Linked DNA regions of Mus musculus: region 1 is linked to region 2. A link is a contact called in public HiChIP or PLAC-seq data. All regions are on one chromosome and are shown on one strand. The core of a region is the stretch at or near the end of the contact, and the rest is flanking DNA. Distances in the headings are between cores, read along the strand shown.

The links. HiChIP or PLAC-seq counts read pairs in DNA pulled down with a chosen protein or histone mark.
Region 1: a contact with region 2 is called in an H3K27ac HiChIP or PLAC-seq map of embryonic stem cells, with 8 read pairs. The contact joins the promoter of 9530068E07Rik here to the enhancer-like site in region 2. A contact is called at or near these places in 5 of 39 promoter capture datasets (embryonic stem cells, liver, pre-B cells and 1 more), 1 of 15 datasets of contacts at CTCF or cohesin (embryonic stem cells), 13 of 484 Hi-C or Micro-C datasets (CD4 single positive thymocytes, the G1E-ER4 cell line, the N1E-115 cell line and 4 more), 10 of 115 datasets of contacts at active chromatin or transcription factors (embryonic stem cells, extraembryonic endoderm stem cells, pancreatic cancer cells and 1 more) and 3 of 9 other capture datasets (adipose tissue, liver and pancreatic islet).

Annotation. Positions count from the first base shown.
Region 1 is chr11:52,395,098-52,397,797 of GRCm38.p6, reverse strand. 9530068E07Rik (RIKEN cDNA 9530068E07 gene) reads right to left here and starts at 1,370. Exons shown (of 3, transcript NM_153117.2): 1 at 1,195-1,370. The coding sequence starts at 1,330.
Region 2 is chr11:52,345,474-52,348,173 of GRCm38.p6, reverse strand. No RefSeq gene overlaps it. Among named protein-coding and RNA genes, the nearest start is that of Gm51894, 12 kb to the left of the region's middle. Within about 2 kb of position 1,378, at least 125 of the 459 cell types and tissues checked have an H3K27ac peak or open chromatin away from gene starts, as enhancers often do. A contact at or near this core is called in CD4 single positive thymocytes, the G1E-ER4 cell line, the N1E-115 cell line and 5 more, where this site is marked.

The DNA of each region.
Region 1 (2,700 bases), core at 121-2,620, 50 kb before region 2:
CCTAAAGATGCAGTTACAGACTGTTGCTCTAGATGATTAAAGATCAAAATTATGTCTGCATCCACCAGGGAAATCCTCATTACATTCTACCCAAGATATAAGAGCCTTGGAAAACCTAGTCTTTCCTCCCACAGACTCCAAAACCCTCCAGTTAGGGCAGTCAGCTGCCTGCTTTCAGTGCTGCTGAGGAAGGAAACTATGTATGCAACCCAGCACTGTAATAAAGGGACGGGTGATTGGCTGGAGAGTCTCCCTGGGCAAAGAAGGAAGTCAGCCCCAGTTCACATTAAGTTTTCATCTGAAAAAAAAAATCAATAAAGACTTGGGGAGAAAATGATTGCACGCTGGACAGAAAGAAAAATATGACTACTCAACAATGCTCAGTTTCTCCTGCTAAATCTCTGCCTCGGTTTACAGATTTCACTTTCAAGAACGGCTTTAATATCCTGATTTATGCTATAGCATCTGCAAGAAAAGAAAGTTTTTCTCAAATGAGGCGAGAGGGCGTTCGGTAAAACCTCAGCTCAAGGAAGGGCATCTGCCGCAGACACGCTCTCTCCCTTTGTTTCTAAACTCTACTCCTCCTCCAAGGCCCTCAGCCGGTCAGCGTCCCCGGACTCTGCCTCTACACCAAAAGCCCCAGAACTTCTCAGACCTCAGAGATGGAATCCACAAACAGCTCCTCCCCTCTTCCACTCTGGAACAGTCAATCAATTCAGTCCCAACACTGGGTCGCTGTCCCTATCTTTATCTCTGACCTCACCATTTCGAAGGGGAAAACAAAACAAAAACTTGCCTAGCCTTGCTTGTCCCTCTAACCTCAAGCATCTCTCTTAACATCACTCTCCCCAACTCCGACTATCTCTTCGGCCTGTTTCCTATCCAGTCTGCGAGATCTCTGTACTCCCCATTTTGGGGACCTCCCCCCTCCACACCGAGCGCCCTTCCTCCAGGGAGTGTATTCTCAGAGACTCCGTCCACGACACGGGGACTTCCCGTCCCCGCCCACCTACTCGGGTCTCTGAATCTCACAACCCCACTTCTCAGGCCTGGGGAGACCGCACTGGGAGCGCTTCCCAACTCGGGCCCAGCCCTGGGCGCGGGAACTCGGCCGGTGGGAACCACCGTGAGTCGGCGGCGCTCCGTCCCCGTCGGGCCCGACCCGGTCCCTCGCCGTCTCCCTGCGTTCATTACCAGAGCACAGGACGGGCACGAGCAGCAACGCCAGCACCAGAGATCGCGCCAGAGCCCCGAGGCCCCGGGCGCCCGGCCCGGGAGACAGCTTCTCTCGTGCAGCCCCGCACATTCTGCCCAGGGCGGAGGCGGCCATAACGGACTCGGCCCCCGAGCCTGCGCTGTTGCTAGGTTCTGCGAGGTGACGTCAGATACGCGTCCGAAGCGCACTCCCGAAGCAGCTACGTCCCGGCGTGATGACGTTGCATCTCTGAACCCGAAAGGTTAGCGTGGGAGTGTAGAAAAGGGTGCTTAAAAAAAAAAAAAAAAAAAAAGGCGAATGGGACGGATTTATTTTCAACTGGTGGTTTTTTGTTTTGCTCTGTGGTTTATCGTTGTCATCTTTGAGATGTATTTCAGGGGTCATCGCTTAAGAGCACTGGCTGATTCCCCCAGAGCTCCTGGGTTCGATTCCAAGCACCCCTGTATGTGAGGACTCACACCCATCTGTCCCAGGGTATACGGTGCCCTCTTTAGGCATCCTCAAACACTAGACGTATAACTGATGCAGAAACTCATAAGTAAAACAACTACACACAAGTTTAATACACTTAAGAAAGATTATATATATATATATGGAGCTGGAGAGAATGTTCAGCTGTTGAGAGCATTTGCTACTCTTGCAAAGGACTGGGTTTGGTTCCCAGCACTCAGATTAAACAGCTCACAGCCACCTCTAACTCCAGTTCCAGGGGATCTGACTATAAGACCTCTTTTGATCTCCACAGGCATTAGGCATATGGGGTACACAAACATATATGCAAGCAATCATTTCTGAATTAAAACTAGCCAGGTGTGATAGTGCATATCTTTAGTTTCAGCACTCAGGACGCAGAAGCAGGTAAATCTAAGTGAATTCGAGTCCAGCCTGGTCTACAAAGCGATTATAGAACAGCCAGGGCTACACAGAGAAACCCTGTCTCAAAAAATAATAATGATAAAATAAGCATTAAAGAAACAATAAAGAAAGAGTAAAATTGTGTGTAAGTTCAAATGCCCTCCAGTGCCAGAAGAGGGCGTCTACTCCCCTGGAGCTGGAGGTTGCTGTGATTATGAGCCACCCCATGTGGCTCCTGGGAACCACACCCTGGTCCTCTACAAGCACAATTGCTCTAAACTGTTGAATAATTTCTCCAGCACCCTTTTGGTTTTGGTTTTGAAACAAGATCTCAAGTGGCCCAGGCTGGCCTCAAAATTCCTTTTTTTTTTAATTTTATTTTTTAATTAGGTATTTTCTTCATTTACATTTCAAATGCTATCCCAAAAGTCCCCCATATCCCCCCCCACTCCCCTACCCACCCACTCCCACTTCTTGGCCCTGGCGTTCCCCTGTACTGAGGCATATAAAGTTTGCAAGACCAAGGGGCCTCTCTTCCCAATGATGGCCGAGCCGACTAGGCCATCTTATGCTACATATGCAGCTAGAGACACAAGCTCCGGGGGTACTGGTTAGTTCATATTGTTGTT
Region 2 (2,700 bases), core at 129-2,628:
ACATGGTATCTCTTATGTGTGTGCAGATTCTCTTGTCCCTGGGAACCAGTATTTAGTATTACAATACATACCAAAACCAAACCTCAACAATTTAGTGTGTGTGCAGGGGCATATGTGCAGGTGTGTGTGTGTGTGTGTGTGTGTGTGTGTGTGTGCTCACCCTTGTTGGCAGCCATTCCCATTTAAACCACCACAGCCCTGTACCTTCTTCAGGGTCTGGGACCTGCATGGTAGGAGGAAGCACACCTATGCCCGGACATCTCTCAGCTTCTGTCCTGTCCCTCTCCCTCAGATGTCCCTCGCTCACTCAGCTTCCACTGAAAGTCTTGCTCCCCAGCACTAAGAACTGAGCCAGAACAGGATATGGGAGAATCGGGTGCCGCCGCTGCCCTTGCAAAACTAATAATCAAAGGATTAGATAGACTTTGCTCAAAATGCCGTAGAAATAGCATGTAAAGACTGGCCACAGTGTCACATGCCTGTGACCCAGGCACTCTGGAGTACAGGAAGGATGATCAGGAGTTCAAGGTCAGAGAAAGGTTGAAGTCTGGACCACGTGAGATATTTTCTCATAAAAGCAAAGCGAAACAAAACAAAAATGAAGACTGACTGGACCCACATTTAAACCCAGCACTCAGGAGACAGAGGCAGTTGGATCTCTGAGTTTGAGGCTAGCCTGGTCTACATGGCAAGTTCTAGCCCAGTCAGTGTTATGCAATGAGACTATGTTTAAGAAGAAGAAAAAAGGGCTGGAGAGATGGCTCAGAGGTTAAGGTTAAGAGCACCAACTGCTCATCTGAAGATCCTGAGTTCAAATCCTAGCAACCACATGGTGGCTCACAACCATCTGTAATGAGATCTGATGCCCTCTTCTGGTATGTCTGAAGACAGCTACAGTGTACTTGCATATAATAAATAAATACATGAAGAAGAAGAAGAAGAAGAAGAAGAAGAAGAAGAAGAAGAAGAAGAAGAGGAGGAGGAGGAGGAGGAGGAGGAAGAGGAAGAGGAAGAGGAAGAAGAAAATCAAAATTAAAAAGAAGCTGAGAAAGGCCCCTAGCAGCGTCTTCACCCCATTTTCCTCCAAAGAGGAATGCTACAGGAATGTAATCTGTAGCAGTCTCATAGAAGATTCTAGGCGTAGCCAAACACAGCTGAATACAGCCCCATGAACACTGCAGCCAGAGTCATGGAAGACTAAAGTACAGTCCCAGGGAAGCCGGGCTTAAGATGAAGGTGGCAGTGGGTCAAATGAATTAGATGAAGTGGAAATCGTAGACTTCACGGACTGAAGCTGAGTTTCTAGCTGTAACTGGGGAAAGGGCGGAGGAGGCGTGGCCTCTGGGGAAGATGGCGGATCTAGGTGCGACCATTGGCTGCGCCACCCTCCTGATTTCCACAGAGGCCAATCTTGGGGGAGGGGACAGCCTCTGGGACGCCCACCAATCTAGTCAAGGGCAGCTATTGTGGGGCAAATCGCTCTTGGTGTCCTTTTCTTGTCGGAGATACATAATGATACAGGAAAAGGGGCGAATTGAACCTAGACCAGGTTTCTTCTCAACACCACTGATTGATATAAAATTCCCTGTGTTTGCTGACTCCTCTATTTCTGTCCACTCTGCCTGGCCTTTACTTGGGCTCCCTGGCAGAGATAGAGAGGCTCTTACTAGGTAGCAATAGCTTGCCAACCACGCCCACGGATGTACTTCCACCCACTCACCAAGAGGTGGCAGCACCACCCCAGGTTGCTTGCTTGGAAGCCTGTGTGATCTCTTGAAGAAAATTCATTTTCCTGCAGGCATCAGTGCACTTTTTTCCTGATGAGGAAAGTGGGGCCAGTAAGAAAACGATTAGGGTTGCCTTTCATCCCCAATAGCGTGTTCTGATGGCTCTCTGACCCGATCCCAAAGGAGATTCAGTCCTTGCTTCTGGGGAGCATTTTAGCAACCTCTTGAGGTATTTTTGATCTTCACAGGTTGGGTGTAGGAGGCTGTCATAATTAATCTTCATTGTCAACCTGCCTGGGTTTGGAATCACCTAGGAAACACACCCGTGTGTGGCGGTTGCACAGAGGAGGGAAGACCCTGGATGTAGGCGGTACCATCCCATGACTGGGGGCAGGGACGCGGGGGGGGGGGGGGAGGGCAAGACTGAATCAAACAGGAGGAAAGGAAAGAGCAAACCGACCACTGGCACCCCTTCCCATCTCCTACCCGCAGATGCAGTGTGACTAGAATCCACACACTCCTGCCCCCAAGCCTTCCCCACCACAACGGAGTACCCTCAAACCAGAATAAACCTTACCTTCCTGAAGCCAATCAAGGGATAATGCTGGGGGGGGGGGGCATGGGCAGGCCTCTGTGCCGGACCTTGGAGGGACCAGGCATGCCAAAGTCCTTGCCTTCCTTCCAGGAGATCAGGCTTCAGAGAGAGATGATGTCTCTGTGAAGTGAGAAGTATGGTCTTGGGGACAACTGAGAGACTAAGATAGAATGGCACAGACAGAGATCGACTTTAACAGCCATGATGGAGTGTGGGGCCAGAGATATGGGTTCTGGAAGCCAAGCTCTGCTCTCTGCACGTGCAGCAAGCACTCCTAACCACTGAGCTATCTCTCCAGCACCCCGTGCGTTCTATTTTTCCGTTACTAGCAGTTCAGTGGGTGTGCCTGCACTACATCACTATGGATAGGGGATCGAT